Linked DNA regions of Mus musculus: all the other regions are linked to region 1. A link is a contact called in public ChIA-PET, HiChIP or PLAC-seq and promoter capture Hi-C data. All regions are on one chromosome and are shown on one strand. The core of a region is the stretch at or near the end of the contact, and the rest is flanking DNA. Distances in the headings are between cores, read along the strand shown.

Evidence for each region. Promoter capture Hi-C pulls out the DNA fragments that hold promoters and counts their contacts. ChIA-PET counts read pairs in DNA pulled down with a chosen protein or histone mark. HiChIP or PLAC-seq counts read pairs in DNA pulled down with a chosen protein or histone mark.
Region 2: a contact with region 1 is called in a promoter capture Hi-C map of stem cell-derived epiblast-like cells, with 3 times the contacts expected there. The contact joins the promoter of Trpv4 here to the promoter of Mlec in region 1. A contact is called at or near these places in 1 of 39 promoter capture datasets (stem cell-derived epiblast-like cells) and 2 of 115 datasets of contacts at active chromatin or transcription factors (memory CD8 T cells and pancreatic cancer cells).
Region 3: a contact with region 1 is called in an H3K4me3 HiChIP or PLAC-seq map of embryonic stem cells, with 5 times the contacts expected there. The contact joins the enhancer-like site here to the promoter of Mlec in region 1. A contact is called at or near these places in 1 of 39 promoter capture datasets (cranial neural crest), 1 of 484 Hi-C or Micro-C datasets (LSK cells), 1 of 115 datasets of contacts at active chromatin or transcription factors (embryonic stem cells) and 2 of 9 other capture datasets (liver and pancreatic islet).
Region 4: an RNA polymerase II ChIA-PET map of memory CD8 T cells shows a contact between it and region 1, with 49 read pairs. The contact joins the promoter of 1500011B03Rik here to the promoter of Mlec in region 1. A contact is called at or near these places in 1 of 484 Hi-C or Micro-C datasets (embryonic stem cells), 6 of 115 datasets of contacts at active chromatin or transcription factors (bone marrow-derived macrophages, effector CD8 T cells, embryonic stem cells and 3 more) and 1 of 9 other capture datasets (liver).
Region 5: a contact with region 1 is called in an RNA polymerase II ChIA-PET map of memory CD8 T cells, with 11 read pairs. The contact joins the promoter of Pxn here to the promoter of Mlec in region 1. A contact is called at or near these places in 1 of 39 promoter capture datasets (erythroid cells) and 4 of 115 datasets of contacts at active chromatin or transcription factors (effector CD8 T cells, embryonic stem cells, memory CD8 T cells and 1 more).
Region 6: an H3K4me3 HiChIP or PLAC-seq map of embryonic stem cells shows a contact between it and region 1, with 8 times the contacts expected there. The contact joins the promoter of Sirt4 here to the promoter of Mlec in region 1. A contact is called at or near these places in 11 of 39 promoter capture datasets (the C10 cell line, the SN4741 cell line, cranial neural crest and 7 more), 3 of 484 Hi-C or Micro-C datasets (embryonic stem cells, muscle stem cells and nephron progenitors), 15 of 115 datasets of contacts at active chromatin or transcription factors (the 230-238 cell line, the SCID.adh cell line, astrocytes and 8 more) and 2 of 9 other capture datasets (embryonic stem cells and liver).
Region 7: a promoter capture Hi-C map of second pharyngeal arch cranial neural crest shows a contact between it and region 1, with 5 times the contacts expected there. The contact joins the promoter of Msi1 here to the promoter of Mlec in region 1. A contact is called at or near these places in 6 of 39 promoter capture datasets (embryonic stem cells, frontonasal cranial neural crest, hippocampal neurons and 3 more), 3 of 484 Hi-C or Micro-C datasets (all in embryonic stem cells), 2 of 115 datasets of contacts at active chromatin or transcription factors (embryonic brain and embryonic stem cells) and 3 of 9 other capture datasets (adipose tissue, macrophages and pancreatic islet).

The regions. Positions count from the first base shown.
Region 1 is chr5:115,156,803-115,159,580 of GRCm38.p6, forward strand. Mlec (malectin) reads right to left here and starts at 1,374. Exons shown (of 5, transcript NM_175403.3): 1 at 1,001-1,374. The coding sequence starts at 1,232. It overlaps Gm35465 (a long non-coding RNA gene), which reads left to right and starts at 2,697. Exons shown (of 2, transcript XR_387598.3): 1 at 2,697-2,778.
Region 2 is chr5:114,657,057-114,659,834 of GRCm38.p6, forward strand. Trpv4 (transient receptor potential cation channel, subfamily V, member 4) reads right to left here and starts at 1,365. Exons shown (of 16, transcript NM_022017.3): 1 at 1,286-1,365.
Region 3 is chr5:114,793,369-114,796,146 of GRCm38.p6, forward strand. It overlaps Ankrd13a (ankyrin repeat domain 13a), which reads left to right. Exons shown (of 15, transcript NM_026718.2): 7 at 2,313-2,379. Among named protein-coding and RNA genes, the nearest start is that of 1500011B03Rik, 19 kb to the right of the region's middle. Within about 2 kb of position 1,448, at least 44 of the 459 cell types and tissues checked have an H3K27ac peak or open chromatin away from gene starts, as enhancers often do. A contact at or near this core is called in embryonic stem cells, where this site is marked.
Region 4 is chr5:114,812,582-114,815,359 of GRCm38.p6, forward strand. 1500011B03Rik (RIKEN cDNA 1500011B03 gene) reads right to left here and starts at 1,395. Exons shown (of 2, transcript NR_027817.1): 1 at 1,199-1,395.
Region 5 is chr5:115,505,225-115,508,002 of GRCm38.p6, forward strand. It overlaps Pxn (paxillin), which reads left to right and starts at 1,452. Exons shown (of 12, transcript NM_133915.3): 1 at 1,452-1,644. The coding sequence starts at 1,632.
Region 6 is chr5:115,483,049-115,485,826 of GRCm38.p6, forward strand. It overlaps Sirt4 (sirtuin 4), which reads right to left and starts at 1,436. Exons shown (of 5, transcript NM_133760.1): 1 at 1,284-1,436; 2 at 1-70. The coding sequence starts at 63. It overlaps Gm42007 (a long non-coding RNA gene), which reads left to right and starts at 1,402. Exons shown (of 2, transcript XR_878704.2): 1 at 1,402-1,515.
Region 7 is chr5:115,428,271-115,431,048 of GRCm38.p6, forward strand. Msi1 (musashi RNA-binding protein 1) reads left to right here and starts at 1,405. Exons shown (of 15, transcript NM_008629.2): 1 at 1,405-1,536; 2 at 1,707-1,747; 3 at 2,353-2,434; 4 at 2,534-2,618. The coding sequence starts at 1,478. It overlaps A930005G22Rik (RIKEN cDNA A930005G22 gene), which reads right to left and starts at 1,234. Exons shown (of 2, transcript NR_168295.1): 1 at 1,040-1,234.

The DNA.
Region 1 (2,778 bases), core at 124-2,623:
TTTTTCAATCCTACTTATGGAAGAATCTAGAGCGGTTTTCTCCAAAGAATGAATTGGGGGGGGGGGGGGTAAGGTAACCTATAACAGAAGTGCCTAGGGCAGAGACCCGAGTCCCAGCTAGTTAAGTTAAAAAAAAAAAAAAAAGTTTGTCTACTGTGTCTAGAGACTGCCCAGGAACCTGTATTTTTAACCATCTGTTCTCAAAAATTCTCATTTGGCCGTTGTGAACCTGTATTTTTAACCATCTGCCCTCAAAATTCTCATTTGGCCGTTGTGAACTGTGAAACTCTGTAAAACCCACTTTCCCCCTAAGCTGGGATCAAACGTCTTACGATCACCCGGGGGTCACACTCAAACCTTACACAGGTTGACCTCATAGGCAGGATGGGCTGCGATATACCGACACCCGTCGGGTGGCTTTGACTTTTAAGCATACAAATTCCAAAGGAGGGGAGGGGAGGGGTGCCACAGTCAAACTTTCCCGTACTATTCCCCCTTCGAAGACTCCCTGCCGTTCTGGCGAAGAATCAAGCCTCAGTCCCGGGCTTGGAAGGGGCACGGAAAACGGCGGGTGATCTGTAGGGTGGGCAAAGCATCTCCTGGAAACCGTCGCGATGGATGGCAGAGCAGCGGAGTCGATGACCTCCAACCTGCGAGGCCTCCAGGCGCCAGGCAAAAGGCCACCCTTGCCTTTTACATTCCCAGCTTGGGTGGGATGAGGGGCTGGGGCAAGGTAAAATGAGAAAGGGTCTAAATATAAACTTCTCGCCAACTCTATGCCTCGATGGCTCTTGGAAGCTTCCAGTCAGGGCTAGGCCCTGGGTCCTGGCCAGGTCCCTGGAGGGTGGGGGGTTGGGGGGCTGGGGGTAGGTTCACTGCAGAGAGAAACTTCGTTCCAAGGCTGTGGTCTCCCGGCTGGAGAGGAAGGGGTTCGAGGCCCGCAGCTGCGCCCTGCTCCCAGGCTGCGGACCCCCCCAGGCTCGGCCGGAGGGGCTCTCACCTCGGCCCACCCGGCCTTCCAGAGGGTCCTTGCGGAAGTGGATCCCGTGCACGTCCACATGCGCCTCGCCGCCTGCGTTCACTGCCCAGATGACGCTCTCCGGCAGTCCGGCCCCGGCGGCGCCGACCACGCCGAGCCCCGGACCCCGGAGCTTCGGTCCCAGCAGCAGCAGCAACAGAAGCAGCCGGAGAAGCGCCACAGCGGTTCCCTCGGCTCCCCGGGGCCTCAGCATGGCGGCCACCACGGCGGGGGCAGCCCCTGCCGACCCTCGTCCTCGGCCGGCCGCCCCCAACTCAGGAGAACAGCGCAGCGGACCGTTCTGCCTCGGCAACCCGGGACATGTCGCTCTCAGGGCCTCCTCCTCCTCCTCCTCCACCTCCTCGGCCTTGGGGCGCCGCCTCCCACCTCGGGAGCAACCTACCCCGACGCCCAGCCCTCAGCCCGGAGCGCCTCAGCCAATCAGAGGGAGGCCCTCATGAATTACCCACCACCCCGCCGAGAGCGGCCGCGCCATTGGCTGGTGCGTCCGGGGAGGGGAGTGGCCGCGCCTAGGCTCCGGCCCAACCACGGGGCACGAGAAGGAGCGCGCGCCCAGGGAGGGAGTTCGGTTGAAGCGGCGGTTCCATGCGGAAGTGGCGGGTGCAGCGCCCAGGCCGCCCCGGAATCCCACAGTCGACTGGGAAAGGTGGCCTGGGCCGGGGAAGGTTTAGAGAAGGGCGCACTGACACGTCGCCAACACTTCCGGTGCTCTAGAGCTGGGGACCGAGTCAGCTCAGAAGGGGGCGTTGCCGCCTTTTCCATCCCTCCTCCTTCAACTCAGAAAGCAAGAGCCCAGGCTCTTGCAAGCCGAGCGATGGTTTGTCCCCGGGTGGAGCATCGGGGCCCGTCTCTCCCTTGGATGCCATGTGAACAGGTGGCGGGACACGCGAGTCCCGCGAGGATACGGTCCCCACCGTCACCCCTTAGCAGGCGCTTGGTGTGTGGTAGCGTCCAGGAGGCCGTCCAATCAGAATGCTCCAACGCAGCGGAAACGCGTGGCTGTTAGGGGGAGGGGGCTCCAGGGTGCCTGCGTCTCCATGGCGACGGTCCCTGGCGGGCCTGGAAACCTAAGTGGAGCTAGGGGCTTCCTCCTCCTCCTCCTGCTGGGGACCACTGGCACGACCCGAGCTCCCTGCTTTGGCATTTCACACAGCGCTCTTCTGCGTTATTGTCCATGCCCTTGGGTATCTGCCTCAACTCCCATTTTTCCGACCCAGCCAAGCGGGGGAAGTGGAATCATTTGTTCCATAAGTACTTATCCTGTCCATACAGATAATGCGGACAAAACATGGAAAGCCCGGTTGAATTTGATTTTTGAGGTTCAGAAAAAGGAACATAAAACAACTCTGGGCGCGCTGACGCCAGGTGACGCGTGCCTGTATTCTCAGAGGTTAAAGCAGGATGATTACCGGGAGTTTTAAAAGGCCAGCTTGAGCTCCAAGAGTGCGATCCTGTCTCTATAACAATAAATAGGAGGCTGGAAAGATGGCTCGGTGTCTAGAGCGCTAGCTGCTTTGGCAGAGAACATGGGTTTTTTTACCCCCAGTCCCCTTAAGGCTGCTAAGGATGTGGGGGCCCAAAGGCCAGGAGGTCGTGGCACATGCCTTTAATCCCAGCACTTGGGAGGCAGAGGCAGGCGGATTTCTGAGTTCGAGGCCAGCCTGGTCTACAAAGTGAGTTCCAGAACAGCCAGGGCTATACAGAGAAAAACTAAAAAAAAAAGAAGGGGTCGCGGTTTT
Region 2 (2,778 bases), core at 115-2,614, 500 kb before region 1:
TCTACAGCAGACAGGAGGAAGGCATTAAAACGGCCTTTTCGCCAGGCAGTGGTGGTGCATGCCTTTAATCCCAGCACTTGGGAGGCAGAGGCGGGTAGATTTCTGAGTTTGAGGCCACACTGGTCTACAAAGTGAGTTCCAGGACAGCCAGGACTGCACAGAGAAACCCTGTCTCGAAAAAAACCAATAAATAAATACATACATAAATAAATGCATAAATAAATAAAATAAAATGGCCCTTTCCTATTCTCTGTCAAGACAGTGTGGAAATGGAATGGCCAGCTCAAACTGCTGCGGCAAACCCCTCCAGGGCTCCCTCAACAGCCCCAGAATGTGTTCCCATAACAATATTAAAGAAGTACTGCGGTTCAGGCAGCTAGGGGACTAGACCAAGGTCACACCGCAGAGGAGGGCAGAGCATGCCCAGAGTCCACCCAGACTGTGCTCCTAACATAGTGATGACTGACAGACACCTCACCTTGGGCAGCACCAGGCCTGAGCTGTCCCCACATGGCCAACAGCCAAGGCATTCGGGCTCAGCTCTGCCAGGATTTCTTACCTCGCTGAACAAAGATCACATGCGATGTGCGCTCAGAAGTACAAGGTTCGTGCCACCCCCTCCCCAGTCCGGGCTGAGGACTTCATCCCTCGGTACTTCCTAACCCGGGCTGTGGACAGGCCAGTGGGGAGGGTTTTCAAAGCAGCCAGCCAGCGCCCAGGTTTCAGCTCACTAGGCTCCATCCTTACCCCCAAGCCTGGGTTTCTTCATCTACACAGGGGACGGGGCACGGCTGGGCTGGGCCCTTCTGGAATGGAAGACAGTCCCAAGGGAGTCTGAAGTTGGATTTTTCAGTCAAATGGGGAGTTTGGAAATCTCTTCCTGTCCTAGGAGGCCACTTCGAGTCTCCAGGGTAAAACTAAGGTTAAAGTTTTGCATCCTCTCCCCGGCGGGGCCATCTCTCTGAAACTCCAAAAAGCAGCCCTGGAAGCTGCGGGCGCGCAGTTCCCTCCCACGCGCCCATCCCTGCCACGCGCCCTACCTAAGTGGAGCTGGTCCGGGGTAGGTGGCCGCCCCTGGCCTTTGGTTTCGGGACTCGGGTCTAGGTGACCTAGATCTGCACCACACTCCCCCAATCCCAGGTCGGCGCCCAATCCACAGGTGACTTTCGTGGTGGCGTCGCCTCCCGCTATCCCGCGCGCGGCGGGGACGGCGAACCTCGAACCCCGTCATTGGGAGGGGTCGCGAGGAACTCGCGGATCCCTTCCCCGGAGCAGCCCCACTCACCTCAGGACGCGGGCGCAGCGCCGCCGCTTCCTGATCCCTCCGGCCGCGTCCTCCTCCTGCTGCGCTTCGGCCGCGCCGCCCCGCGGGGTCCCGCCCACCCGCGCCCGCCCACCCCAGGGTCCTCCCCGGCCTGCGCGCCGCCACCTGGCTCGGTGCCTCGCTCTTCCATTCATCCCTGGTTCCTGCGCCCAGGCCGTCGCCTGCCCAGCCCGGGAACCCGCTTGCCCGGCAGCTCACACCCATCAAAGGCTGGTAGAAAAAAGCCCGCGAGGCACACCGGGCACTGGAGAGGACTCCCCGCCACCCACCCACACACTACCCACCAAGCCACGGCTCTCCTTAAGTCTGAACCTCAGAGTCTCCATTCTGAACCTCCACCTATAGCCATCATCCGGAAGATGCTAGGGGCACCAGGTCTTTACAGAGCCCCTAACATCACCGTTCCTTTTCCTAGGCTGGGTGGGGGACTGCCTTGGTGAGCCTAGCGACTTCCTTGCGGTCCTTGTTCAGCCTGCCCGCAGCACAGTACTAGGGATGACCAGCCTGGGCAAACAGCAGGCCGGGGGGTGGGGTTGGGGGTGGGGTGTAGAAAGAAGGATTGAAGGGGCCTAAATAAAAACCAACATGGCGACCAACTTAAATCTTAATAGCTAACTCACTAATTAAGCTGTGTGTTTGGAGCGGGGTGGCATTGGCAAGTAAACCTCTTTTAACTGAGCCTGAGGTGAGCTGGGCCCACTTACAGTTGGGAAACAGGCCTGGATAGGAGGGTGGGCCTCCGCAAGCCACTGCCTTGGGGTGGGGAAAGAACATCGCTATTTGGGTGGCCGTGGTCTCCAGCAGAGTGAGCTGGCAGCTGTCTGGCAGCCGTGAGGGGGTGTGCGCGATGCCCCCTTACCTCCCCGACAGGAAGCCTGAAGCTCAGGCCTTTCACACCTGAAGTTGGGGCTGAACGGAGGCTGAGGCATCCATCAAAGAGGCTGACTTGTTCTTCAGGGTGGGGAGGAAAGAACCCTCAGCACTTAGTTGCCTTGCTCACCCAGTCCCATCTCACAGACTGGGAAACTGAGGCTCCCATGCAAAAGAGACTGTGGCTCGGCCTAGGAGGCTGGTGATTGACAGCTACAAGGACACCCGGATAAAAATTCTGCCCTGCCACAGATTAGGTAATGCCCCTACGTGGATGCTTGGGGTTCTTCAAGAGGACCCTGAATCTAGTCAACAGGGCCAACACCTGGGCTTAGCAGATGCTTTTACAAGCTTGGGTTGAGGGCCCTGGCCTGGGAGATGGCTCAGTTTGGTAAAGTGCCTGCCGGGTAAACTCGAGGCCTTGAGTTCAGCCACCAGAATCCAGATTTTAAAAAATCCCCAATGTGGTTCCACACATTCACGATCTCAGTGCTAAGAAAGTAGGGGCAGGCAGATCCCGGGGGCTCAGAGACCCTGCCAAAACACAGCGTGGATGACCCTGAGAAACTCCTAAGGTCGACCCT
Region 3 (2,778 bases), core at 198-2,697, 360 kb before region 1:
TCAGCATGAGCCTCACAGGCAGGGCGGGCCCTCAGAGGCTCTAGACTAGAGGAGGTGCTGGGTCACTCCTCGGGCATTGTTAGAGCCATTGTTTGCTGTGAAGTGGAGCCTATCCAGGGTGTGTGGCAACTCCTGGCCTTAGTCCACCAAGTGCAGATGGGAAACAAGAGTGTGGCCCTGTGTACCGAGGACGGAGGTACATTGTGTATTCTCGGGGTCACAGGGTTTTCAGACAGCCAGCTCCAGCTGGTTTTCCTGAAGCTGACAGTAGGCCGAGGCGAGGGTGCTGAAAGACAGCTGGTTTTTTTTTTTGGTTTTTTTGTTTTTTTTTTTGTTTTTTTTTGCTTTGTTTTAATGATGTTCATATGTGATCAGTGAACGTTGGAATAAGTAGAGATTGGAGCCGCTCCTGAGTGCGAGGTTTGCAGATTCAAAGACACATGAATGATCAGTTCCAGCGGAGGCTCTCTCCGAGGTTCTTTGCCACATTGCAATGGTTACTGTCATCCTTTTCCCATGCCTATACGAGGAATTCAATGCTTATAAAGCACTACCCTCCCTGGTGAGTTTCAGGGGACGGTATGTAACTGGCCGTCCTTTTCCTGAATGATATGCAGCAAGAACAACATCCCTGCCACTTCAGAGCCGCCTTTAAACTTCATAATATTGAGTCACAGCCCCTGCTACGTGGCCTTTGGTGTGCTGGTCTCAGGTGGGACAGGCAGAAGGAAGCTGGGTGTCCTGTGGTCTTCAGATGCCTTGTGGTGCACACAGACCTGACAGAGGCTCAGGGAGTCACAGCTGGGTTTAACATAGTGAAGTCTGAGCTTCCCAGCTCAGATGCTGTCAGAGCGGGGCAGCCAAGAACAGCAGGAGCAGCGATGGCGATGTGTGAGAGCAAGTAACGACAGCCGAGGAGCGGGTATGTCTGCCTAGCACTAGTGCAGCATGGAACGGAGTTAACCCCGGGCGCATCTGGGGTTTTAGTCACTGGTGGCAGCAAGGGCTGTGACCTGCTAGTCAGGAGTGTAGTCCCGGTGCCCTGTTCTTGTTTGAACAGTGTAAGCTAGAGTAGCCAGCCTTTACCAGAGTCCTTTTAGGACTCTATCTCTTGCTGTGTGGGGTCATCTTCACCCAAGAGGAAAATTAACACCCATGGGTCTTCCTTTTATGATGGGTTCAAACCAATCTATAAAACTCAGTGTGTCGCCTGATTTGATTTACTAGAATCCCACTAGAAATTCCTTTCTATGGAATTTATGTTATGGAAATATAAATTTTACAAACTGCATTCTGCTCTTGTGAGCTGGCTAGCCTGCGACCATCCTCTGAGCTTCCTCTGTGACAAGACAGAGCAAAGGGCAGACGGATGGCAGCTCTCCACAGTGCCAGGAAAAGCTAGGGTGATGTCCTAGACAAAGGCCGGGCAGATGGGCTCCTCCCAGGGCAAGCTGCTCTGAAAAGCAGTCACACCCAGGAGTGGCAGGAAGCTCTTGCCTGTAACTCCAGCACTTGGAGGCAAGAGGCTTACAGGTTAGAGGCAGTCTGGCCCATATAGCAAGATCCCGTCTTTAAACAAAAACATAAAAGAAAACTAATCAGAACTTAGAGGCTGTCCTCTGATCCTGAATACACTTTCCCCTAGAAGTGTGTAGCCCTGATGAAATGGGTTTCTAAGCACATAGCCCATGCTACAGGTGTAGCTGCAACCCGGGCTGCCTCAAAAGTCACCCATCAGTGACTGAGTTGAAAAGCCACTCTTCATGTCCTTCCTCCTTGCTATGCCTGACAATGAACATGTGGTTCTCCGGCCATTTTGAAAGCTTTAATGACCTTCCCTAGCCTCTCAACATTGTTATGGGTTCTGACTCCACCTGCCTTTCTGCCAGAGGCGGGCAGGAAGCTGTGTGTTCACAGTTCTGAGAATTCCTGGATGGAGGAGAGGCTCTTGTGCCCTTGCCTGCAGTAGATGACCCAGATACATGCAAGCAAGACCTTGGACAAGGGCCATCTTCACTCATTTATTTAGGACAGCCGTCCAACAGATGTCATGACCTTTTGCCCCCTGTGCTGGCAGGTCCGAAACAGAAGCCAAGAGTGGATGCTCTCTTTGCCTGGAGTGCAGCACACTGATAACTGTGGGAGGGGGAGGGGATGTCTAAGCCATCTGTCACTGGTCGCATCGTTTTGTGGACAGTGGGACGACGATTTCCAAGTGTCCTTCACTAATGTCGGGGGCGGGGGTGGCCTGTAAGGGCTGCAGGGGTAACCTCTGTACATGTGGAAATTTTTGTGGTGTTCACTTTTGTCAGAACTAAATCCGGATTCTGGGGCTGGAGGACAGATAAAGCTGAAGTTGTCAATGGTTACGAAGCCAAGGTAAAAGCAAGCTCTTCAACTAAGATTCCCTTTAGCTTTTCAGCGGCTATGCAAATGAGGGGTCTGTTCTGATTGCTTCCCTGGTCTGCCGGACGGACGGACAGTCCCTGGGGAGGAAGTTCTAAGGCATCTCCTACCCCCTCTTTCATCTTACTGATTTTTTTCAGAAAATGGGACAGCATGCTCTGAGCAGGTCCGTAGCTTTATGGCTGTTCAGAAATGAGATGAGAGACGTTCTTTTGGTTCTTTAAAAAAAACTTATTATTATTATATTTAGTCGGTTTTTCTCTTTTAAAGAAGATATATAGTAGATAGCTTCTGTGATCCTTTGTTATTTAAGCTTTAGGTAATTTCTTTAGCTGACTCTAAGCCTTGGCTCCAAAACAAAACAAAACAAAA
Region 4 (2,778 bases), core at 145-2,644, 340 kb before region 1:
GCCCGGTTGCCTAGGCTGAAGCCACAGAGCGAGCAACAGAGGAGCTCACACACCCCCAGGACTCCAGGTTCTCGCTTCAGCAGGTGCGCCAGACAGCACACAGGGGTGCAAGCGCTGGCTCCCAAGCCTAGAACTGACCCCAGGAAAAGCAGCTTCCTGAGGACCAGATGTAGACACTCGACTCGCCAGCAAGAAGGACGCCAAAACAGGATTCTTCTGCATACATTTATTGGGAGAGCTTGATAGTGAAAGCGAAAGACCCCGAGGCCAAAAACCAGTGCTGCTTATATAGGCCTAGGATAGGCATGTCTACACCAGATTGGTTATGCTTTCAGTACCTCATTTACATGCTTCGGGTCAGGCAGTGACTAGGCTAAAAGAAAACTCTACTGCACATGGGCACATTGGTTGTTTACCCATATTCATGGGTAAACATATTCATAAACAAAATCACTCCCACCCATTCCTTAAAGTGAGAAAATGCAGAGGTAAGCCAAGAGGTAAAGCCTCCAAGGGTCACTAGTTCCACTCTGGTTCAATTAAGGTTCAGGATCTGTATCTGCAGCTCCGTGTGCAACCTGTCCAGCTCCTGCGACCAGTTCCCCTTCAGATAATTCGATAAATCTGTACGTTTAATAAAAGAATATTAACATACCTAATGGGAGTAATGCACATATGCAGGGTTGATGCCACACAACTCATTTGTAGGACATCCATCATCTGTTCCATGTTATGTTGTAAAACATCCACTCTTTGATTCACTAACAATAACCCTGAGGCGATATGAGAATCACCACTTGTAGAGGCCCAACTCGCCAGCAAGAAGAACAACACAACAGGATTCTTCTGCACACATTTATTGGGAGAGCTTGATAGTAAAAGCGAAAGACCCCAGGCCAAAAACCAGTGCTGCTTATATAGGCCTAGGATAGGCGTGTCTACACCAGATTGGTTATGCTTTCAGTACCTCATTTACATGCCTCAGGCCAGGCAGTGACTTGGCTGAAAGAAAACTCTACTGCACATGGGCACATTGTTTACCCATATTCATAGGTGTCGGCTTATTGAAATCAGCGCCATCTTGTAATGGCGTTTATTGGCTTCCCACAACCAGAGGCTAGGCCGGCCTGCGCCCCGCACAAGCTCCCCACGCCCGGATCCGGCTGCAAACGCGCACCCTCCCCACCGCACCGCTTACCCAGGCTCTGCCTCCGCAACACCGCGTAGGGCTGGCTTTGCTCCGGCGGCACCCCCGGGCTCGGGGCCTCGGCTCGCCCTAGCAGGAGGCTGCAGAGCATGGGCAACAGCCGCATCCATCCTGAGCGCAGCATCACTGAAACCCGCACTGCACGGAGCGCGGGGACGCCGCTTCCGCCTTAAGCCCCGCCCCTAGACGTTGCCGTTTTTCCGAGGTCCGCCCACTCCGCTCGCGCAGTTGCCACGGAAACAGGGCGGGTGGGGGGGCGAGGGGAGGAGCCATCCCGACCAACTTCGGGGGTGGGGTGGTGAATTATGGTTCTGCGCAGAGGGTTCCAAAGCTGTGGCAAGCGCTCGCGTCGGGCTTCCCCGTGGAAGGCTTTGCTTTACACATTCATACATTCATACATTTTCGTATTAGTCAATGCAGTCCGAAGAAAGAGACACCGTAATCTCATTTTTGAAAACTGTAAGTTATTTTAAACAATATTTTCTTAAATGCTTTATTTATTATTATATATAAGCACACTGTAGCCATCTTCAGACACACCAGAAGACGGCGTCAGAAATCACTACAGATGGTTGTGAGCCACCATGTGGTTGCTGGGATTTGAACTCAGGTCCTACAGAAGAGCAGTCAGTGCTCTTACCTGCTGAGCCATCTCTCCAGCCTGAAAAGTGTAAGTTTTATGTATGTATTTTGCTTCCTTTTGAGAAAGGGTTTCTCTGTGTAGCCCTGCCTGTTGGAACTCACTCTGTAGACCGGGCTGACCCAGAACTCAGAAATCCTGCCTGCCTCTGCCTCTCAAGTGCCCCAAATTCATACAGATCTGCCTGCCTCTGCCTCCCGAGTGCTGGGATTAAAGGCATGCACTAACATGCCTAGCCTATACAATCATTTTTAAGGTTTAGTTTATGTACATGAGTGCTTTGCTTGCATGTGTGTGTGCACTGCATGGGTGCCTGGAGCTGGTGAAGGCTAGAAGTAGTGTGTGTTCCTCTGGAACGGGAGTTACAGATAATTGTGAACCTCCGTGTAAGTGCTGGGAACTGAACCCAGGTCCTCTGGAAGAGCAGTAAATGCTCTTAACCGCTGACCATCTCGTAGCCCCTTTTATACAATCTTAAAATCATACTGGCTGATCTCACTCTTGCTATGATGGTGACATAACGTAAAATTAATCATTTTAGCTACTTTTTTTTTTTTTTAGTTTTATAGCAAGACAGGGTTTCTCTATATGGCTCTGGCTGTCCTGGAACTCACTTTGTAGACCAGGCTGGCCTTGAACTCAGAAATCCTTAGCTACTTTTTAATACAATTCAGCTGTATTAGGCTAAATATAAACCAACACATATAGACCATTTCCAGAACCTTCTCATCATCTCAAACAGAAACTCCAAGCCCATTAGACCATAACACAACTATCTCCCCTGTCCCCATCACCTAGTGACCCATTTTATTTCTGGCCCCTGCATACTTATCTATTCCATATCAATAGGTCATTATCATATAAGTGGGATGTACATTTGCCTATTTGGGTTTTTTTGGTTTGGTTTGGTTTGGTTTTGGTTTTTCAAGAC
Region 5 (2,778 bases), core at 202-2,701, 350 kb after region 1:
ATGTATGTATGTTTTGAGACAGGGTCTTATGTAGCCCTGGCTGGCTTTGAACTGAACTGACTGTGTGGTGTTAAGGACAACTTTGAACTCCTGATAAACTTGCCTCTGCCTACTAAATTCTGGGATTATAGTCTTGTGCCACCACACTCAGTTTGTGTGTGTGTGTGTGTGTGTATTTATTTTTAAAAGTTTTCAAAAAATTTAAAATTTGAGACAGGTCTTCCTATAAATTGCCCAGTTTAGTCCTTACTCTTTCTCTAGTCCAGTGTAATCTTGAATTTGAAGACCTGCCTGCATCTCCCAACTAGCTGAGATTATAGTCCTGAGCTACTACACCAGGCTTTTATCATCCAGTTTCTGAGTCCCCTGGGCAAATCTGCCAGGATCCGGGAATGAAGTTTTGGTAGTTTTTGCTTTGCTGTAATGTGGGGTAAATCTACCTTGTGCAGAATTTTGGCAGTCTCTAGGAAGGGGGAAGCAGGGAAAGGGGTAAAATGAAAGGTTTCATAAGCTCTAAAGTACTGGATCTGGGGCCAGAGTTGGTCGCAGCCACTGCTGATGTTACCAGTCAGGACAAAGGTCTCAGGTTCCAGCCTGGCTGGAGGTACAAAGAGACCCTGTTTCTCCGGGCAGTGGTGGTGCATGCCTTTAATCCCAGCACTCAGGAGGCAGAGGCAGGCGGATTTCTGAGGCCAGCCTGGTCTATAGAGTGAATTCCAGGACAGCCAGGGCTACACAGAGAAACCCTGTCTCGAAAAACCAAAGAGAGGGCTGGTGAGATGGCTCAGTGGGTAAGAGCACCCGACTGCTCTTCCGAAGGTCCAGAGTTCAAATCCCAGTAACCACATGGTGGCTCGCAACCATCTGTAACGAGATATGACGCCCTCTTCTGAAGACAGCTACAGTGTACTTACATGTAATAAATAAATAAATCTTTAAAAAAAAAAACCATGAATTGTTTCAACATTAATTCAAATGAATACTTTAAAAAAAAAAAAAAAGAAAAACCAAAGAGAGAGACAGAGAGAGAGAGAGAGACAGAGAGAGAGAGACCCTGAGAGAGAGAGACAGAGAGACAGAGAGAGAGAGAGAGACCCTGTTTCACAAAAACTACATCTGGGATATTATTCTGGGATGACTAGCACTGCCATCAGTCCAAAGGCTCCAGGCAAGCCGATTTAATCCTCCTGGGAGGTGACCTACAGGGACAGGTGGACAAATCCGACTCTCTTGAGTGACAAATCTGCCACCGACTCTCTTGAGTGACTAGTCTGCCAGAAGGTCGGGTCAGACTGAACGCAGAGGTTCATGGCCTATAGACGCCACCAGCCTGTCCAGCCGCCAGGGGGCGCCACGACCACGCCCAGCTTTCGCCCCCTGCGGGATTGGGCGTGCTGGGGGGGTGGGGGGTCGGAGGCGGGGCGTGGCCAGCGTGCACGCGGGGGCGGGGCTATCCTGTCGCGGGCGCGCGCGCCGGCGGCGGCGGCGGTGGTGGAGGAGGAGGCAGCGCGGCAGCGGGTTCCGTTCCGGGCCGAGGCTGGACGCGGAAAAGTTGCGGGGCGGCGAGGAGCAGCCCGGAGACGGGCAGCGAGGGCGACATCGAGCCGGGGACTGGCGTCTGAGGACCAGCCATGGACGACCTCGGTGAGTGCGGGAGACGGAGGGCGGAGCGGCCGGGGCCCGGCGGCCGCCGATCCCACCCTAGCGCCCGGCTGGGCTGCGGTGCCTACGGCCCGGGGCTGTGCTGGCCGCTCTTCGCTGCGGCGCCTGAGGACCTCGATCCCGTACTGGGTGTTCAGGGACCCACCTCTGGGAGAGGCGCCCCGCTCCCGGGGCAGACCTCCTTGGCTTGCAGGAGACCCTCACTTGGCTTCCCCACCCCCACCTCAGAGCGTCTGCCTATGGGACTCGGTCTCAGAGGCTGTTTCTTCTATGACCCCCCTCTGTTCCCTCCAGGCCACCTTCCACTTTGCACACTGCCCCCAGACCCCCCACCCCGTTTCAGGGATATAGCCCCTTTCGAGAGAGCCCACCCATTTCCTATCACAGCCCACAGAAAAGCTTGTGAGGACCACACCCCCATTCTAATGACAAGTGTCCCCGGGGGTACTGCATATACACCCCCCCCCAACCCCCACCACACACCGTTTCAAGTCTGGTCACCCTGTATTACAAGATCAAGTTTAAACTTAGAAAGGCAAGTTTGGGGGGGTGGTGGCTTATGACTCCCGCCTCTCACCCACCGTTCCCAGACCCTGGTGACATGCCAGAGGAATGAGAAGGGGAATGGGCCGCAGGCTACGGCCATCTCTGAACGTGTCCTGGCTGGCAAGGTCCCCCACCCCCAGCATCAGAGCTGCTGGAAACCCCACAGGTAAAGAGGACAGGACACCCAGAACAGAGTTTTAACTGTCCTCGTGTTATTGGAGCCCAGAGGCCATTCTTTTCAGCCCACACTTGGTCTGCTGTTAGGACAGAGGAAAGGAAAGACTCTCCTGGAAGTGGATTTTAAACCCAAGGGGGTTGATTCAAGGCTTCTAGGAATGCCCAGTGAATCCCAGCGTGAAGGAGCCCCTGTCTTCCCCTCCCCGGAGGGCCCCTCAGCTGAGGAGGTGTGTGTGGGATAAAGTCCCTTCTCTGTAGGAGCCTTGTCTTCACTCTCTGGACTGTGGGTGGCTTGTATGACCGCTGGTGCCATCCGTGTCCCTGGCTCTGAGGAGCAGATTCACTAGATAAGACTGAGGGACCTCTCAGGCAACACAGGGTACCAAGTTAAGA
Region 6 (2,778 bases), core at 186-2,685, 330 kb after region 1:
ACGCGGCCGGCTGAGGTGGGTGATCCAACGGCCCTTTGTCGGCCTGAAAGTCAATCCGCTCATTCTTATTCTGGAGAGAAAGAAATCCATGAGAGCAGCTGGGTTTTACAAGTCAAGTTAACCCACCAATTGATAGACACCGGAACTCTATTCGACTATGAAAATTTTGCCACGGTGGCCCCGGCCTGGGATTGTAGCACTGGGGAAACAGAAGGGAGGACGGTTCGTCCGGAAGCCCTTCAATTCTCAGCACCTACAATGGTGACTTACAACTATCTTTAACTCCAGTTTCAGGCCCTCGTCTGCGCTCTGCAAGCGCCGAGGAATAAAAGGGATGCGCAAATACACGCGCAGGTAAAATACCCAAACACATAAAATAAAATTTAATTTTAAAAAATTAAATATTTTTTAAAACAAACTTTAAAAAAATTTTTTTTTACTTATTTTATGTATATGAATGGTCAACCTGCGCGTACACCTACTTCCCAGAAGAGGGAAGAACTCATCAGAGATGGTTGTGAGACACCTTGTGGTCGTTGAGAGTTGACCTCAGGACCTTTGGAAGAGCAGGGGGTGCTCTTAACCACTGAGCCATCTCTCCAGCCCTAAAAAACAGACTTTTAATAGCCCATTATTTTTCACCTGCTACTAATATAAACATGTTTTAGTAATATTTATATTTTTGTTAATATTATCTCTCATGGGACTATTTGTTCTATAACTCTACTTGGTTTAAATCAGATATTATTATTATTATTATTATCATTACTTGAGACAGAATTCCCTGTAGCCCAGGCCAAGGAATACAACTAAACCGAATTATATCATTTCTCCAAAAGATTTTTTAATTTTAGTATGTCAGTTTTGTTTTGTCTTTTTCTACACGGTTCTCGGTACCAAATCCAGGGCCTCTGGGATGGACGCTAAGTAATCACTCTGTCTGCTTACCCTGCATTGTAAATTCTGCTACTTGGACACATAAAAATCAAGGCATACAAACTTGCCTGTCTGGTTTTCTAGTTGTAAAGACAAGCCTTTGACACAGTCTTTGACATAATGCGGAGCTATCGAGTGATAGGCACACATATTTAGGCTTGGCTTCCTATCCAAGAAGAGCTCAGGACCCTGCTTTCTCCATGAGATTTCCCAGCTACGTGTGAACGGCTAAACAGTCGGGTTTTGCCGGGATAAATCCTCCTTGTCCCCTCGAGAACAAAAGAGACAGATGGAATCCCTAGTAAGAATGCTCAGCGGGAAACCTTCAGCCGGATCAGAACACTTACCTTCCACAATTCTCACCCAACAGTGGGACTCGCTTGTTACGTGTGCATCTTGGGAAATGTAGTCCGCGAAGCCGATCTAGTTGGAAGAAAACTACAAGTCCCAGAATCCTACGTGTCTCCCACGCCAAGATTCTTGGGCGCTCCTCTACGGATTGCCCGCTGTCTTTCCTGCTCAGCTCAGTTAAGGTTCCGGATATGCTGCTGACGCCTGGGGCAATGATTGCCTTTTGAGGTTCTTGTAGTGTTTGTTTGTTTGTGGCTTGTGTTGTTTGCTGAGAGAGGGTCTGACATATCCTTGTCTGACTCCAAATCCGTGATCCTCCTGGCTCCACCTCCCAAGTGCTCGGATTAGAGGCTTGTGCCACCAAAGAAGTGGTTAATATTTCCCATGTCCTGCGTGCGAAAGAGGATCCAAGCAGTCCTAATTTAGGAATTCGCTCTCTTAAAGAAACTCTTTCACTAGTAGCACAGGACAATAATCTGCCACTCAATAGGCTTAGGCGGAAGAATCACGAGTTCAAGGCCAGTCTGGGTGACTTAGTGAGACCTCGGACTCAAAATAATACTGTAAGAGCACTGGGGCTATAGCTCGGTGTCAGCGCGTTAGCCCAGCCCTGGGTAGCCCTGAATTCACACTAGCGGGCATTTCTCCATCCAAGACGCTTTTTAAAATAGACTGGTTTTTTTTTTTTTTTAATAATGTGTGTGTTTTACCTTCATGCATACAGGAGGAGCTCCTGACGGCCATAAAAGGGCGTCAGATCCCCTGGAACTTGAGTGACAACCTGTTGTGAACTGCCCTGTGGGTGCTCGGGATGGAATCTGAGTCCCCCTGCAAGAGTAGCAATGCTCTTGTTTGTTTGTTTTGGTGTTTTCGAGACAGGGTTTCTCTGTATAGCCCTGGCTTTCCTGGAACTCACTCTGTAGACCAGGCTGGTCTCAGAGATCCACCTGCCTCTGCCTCCCAAGTGCTGGGATTAAAGGCGTGCTCCACCACCACCTGGTGAGAAGCAATGCTCTTAACCAGTGAGCCACCTCTTCAGCTCTCCCAACCCCTCCCCAAAAGACCCTTTCTTTGTTTTTTGTTTTTGTTTTTCTGAGACAGGGTGTTAATGTATAGTCTGACACTTTTTTTTTTTTTTTTTTTTTTTGGTTTTCCGAGACAGGGTTTCTCTGTTTAGCCCTGGCTGTCCTGGAACTCACTCTGTAGTCCAGACTGGCCTCGAACTCAGAAATCCGCCTGCCTCTGCCTCCTGAGTGCTGGGATTAAAGGAGTGCGCCACCACGCCCAGAATTTTTTTTGACACTTTTAATAATAAATAATTGCCCCCTTTGTTTTGTGTTTGTTTTAAGATGGGTTCTCACTATGTAGCCTTGGCTGGCCTGGAACTCCTTATGTAGACCACGCTTGGCCTTGAATTCATGGAGATTCACCGGCCTCCGCCTCCCTAGAACTTTGATGAACTGAACGATGTGTGCCAACACGGTTCGCAGA
Region 7 (2,778 bases), core at 155-2,654, 270 kb after region 1:
AGGGATGCGGGGTGGGGGTGGGGTAAAGTGGTAGGGTGGGGCTTGTAAAGGCACCTTAGCCTCCTGTTTGGACCATTTCTATCGTGGTTTCAACCAGGGAAGTGAAGACATCCCTTGGTCTTGAGGGAGGAGGGTGAATCTGCCTCTTGTCATATATAAGGGACTTTCTTGGTCTTCCCAGGCTGGAGAGAAGGAGTTTATGGGGGTGAATGAAGAGACATGGGGTTCAAGTACTAGGAGGTGATGCTAAAGAGCCAGGAGTTAGAGGGAAGAAGACAGGAGTTTGGCTTCATAGAAGGAAATTATTTACAAGGGAAGTTAACTCTAAACCTGGTGGAGAGTCAGCCCAGGTTCTTCCAAATCAAATGGAAGGGAGCTAGGACCCCAGATGAAAGGGAGTCACTTGGAGGGTGCACAGCCTGGAATCTCCGAGACACCGACTTCTCTCTCCACTTCATTGGGGACCCTGCCAGCGGGCAAGTGTTTGGAATCAGTTTCCCCCCACTCCAGACAGTCCGAAAGGGGCTGGAAGTGAGACAGGAGGAGGTGCCCACAGAAGGCCGGGGAGGTGACAACTTGGGAAACCTGGCTCGAGGCTGGGCATTCTCTCAGCTGACCATAGGGGTCCCAGGTGTGGAGAAAAGGGGTTTAGGGGAGTTACAAGGCACACTTAATTTGGACAGCAAGGGCCGAGGAGGGGCAAACAAAACTGGGAAAGATTCTACTAGTGTTGCTGATAAATGCTCCCCACTCGGGACGCAAGGCACTACGAGGGCTCCCCAAATTGGACGTGGGAAACTAGGAATGGACTGGAGACTGTCGTCAAGGCAGTCTAAATTAGGTTCAGGAGAAACTGGGGGTCTCCAAGGGCAACTCCTCGCTCGGACTGGGAGAGGTTTCTTACCAGTTGGAAGGTGTTGGGGGGCACTGAGCTATCTCCAACCCGACCCAGGAAGATTGGGGGCACCTTCTAAATTCTCAATAGCGAGGACCAGGGAGGAAGGACTAGGGAGGGTTCCCCCATCCGAAGCCGAGCTACCTTGAACGCACCGGGAAGCGCTTCATCCCGGGAGGGCGTTCCCCACGGCTGGGCCCCCGCGCCGCTGTGGGTGAGGGGTGCGGCCGCGCCCCAGGCCCGAGCCCGCACCAGGAATCAGGGGAGCTCGCTCACCCCCCGGACACACAGGAACCCCGAGGGAAGTGGGGAGGGGGGTCCCAGCGCCGCCGCCTCCGCGGGCGCCCGGGCGCGCGCCGGGCTTTATGCGCGCAGGGCGGCGGGGGGAGGAGCCGGCAGGTCGGCCCCCGGCGGGCCCTCCCCTTGGCCGTCCCCGCCCGCCCGCCCGAGCGGGGTCGGGGGAGGGGGCAGCATGGCCTGTCCGTCCGGCCCCCTTCGCCGCGCTCCTCATCTGCCCCGCGCCGAGCGCCGCCGCCGCCGCCGCCGCCGCCGCTCCGCTGCCCGCGCCGCCCGCGGCTCCCGATGGAGACTGACGCGCCCCAGCCCGGCCTCGCCTCCCCGGACTCGCCGCACGACCCCTGGTACGGTCCGGCCCGGCCCGGCCCAGCCTGCCCAGCCCGCGTCCGCCCCGGCCCCGCCAACATGGCCGATCCGGGTCGGGCCGGGGCCTCCCCGGGGCTCGGGCCCGCGCCCCCTGCTCCCTGGCGCCCGGCGCTCACGCGGGCCCTTTGTGTCTCTGCTCCTCCCGCAGCAAGATGTTCATCGGAGGACTCAGTTGGCAGACCACGCAGGGTGAGCCAGCCCAGGGATCGCCCGCCGGCCCCCGCACCGCCACCCTGCACCCCTTGCGGCACCCCAAGCCCGGACGCCCCTGCCCGGCCCCGCGCCCCGCTGACCCCGGGCGCCCTCGTGCCCTCTTCCGCGCCCCGCCCCGGGGACCCCGAGAGCGCAGCACGCTCGGCGAGCGCGCACGGCCCGGCGCGGGTTGGGGAGCAGTTGTGGGGGGTGGGGGGCGGGTTGAGGGGGCATCGGGGGGGGCGGGCTGGGCCCCCGGGACCCGCCAGCGGCAGCTCCAACTCCGCTCGCACCTGCGGCTCAAACTTTTGTTGAGGCTGCTCCCGGAGCGGCGGGAACCCAACCTGAGCGGTCCCCTACTCCAGCCCGGCCCCGGCCCTTGCCTTGCCGAGGCCCCGGTGGGCGCCAGGAAGGCTCTGCGGGACCCCCCTCCCCAATCCCCGGCGAGGGCAGGGGTGGGGGGGCCGGCCGCGGAGAGTGCGCGCGGGCAGCTCGGCGCGGGGGCGGCGGGGCCGCGCCGGGGTCACCAGGGGCAAAGGACGGGGGAGGAGGGGGAAGGGCTCCGGGCCTGGGCTGGTCCGAAGGCGAGTGTGTGGTTACAGAAGGGCTGCGCGAATACTTCGGCCAGTTCGGGGAGGTGAAAGAGTGTCTGGTGATGCGGGACCCCCTGACCAAAAGATCCAGGTGAGTCCCGGAGACCTCTCCTGCCACCGCGCTCGCCCCTCCCGCCGAGGCCACTCGCTGTCCTTGTAACCATCTGCCTCTCCCTCACTACCGGCGCAGGGGTTTCGGCTTCGTCACTTTCATGGACCAGGCGGGGGTGGATAAAGTGCTGGCGCAATCGCGGCACGAGCTCGACTCCAAAACAGTGAGTGACCCTCGGGGTTTCGGGGGTCCTTTGGGAGAGGGAGGCTGCCGGAGGAGAGCGATCCGGGAACTCTCTCTCGTGGGGACAGTTGCATGGAGTTTGCAGAGTGAGAAAGCTGTCATGCCCTGAAAGTTTGTCAGTGGAGTTAGGGACAGAGGGA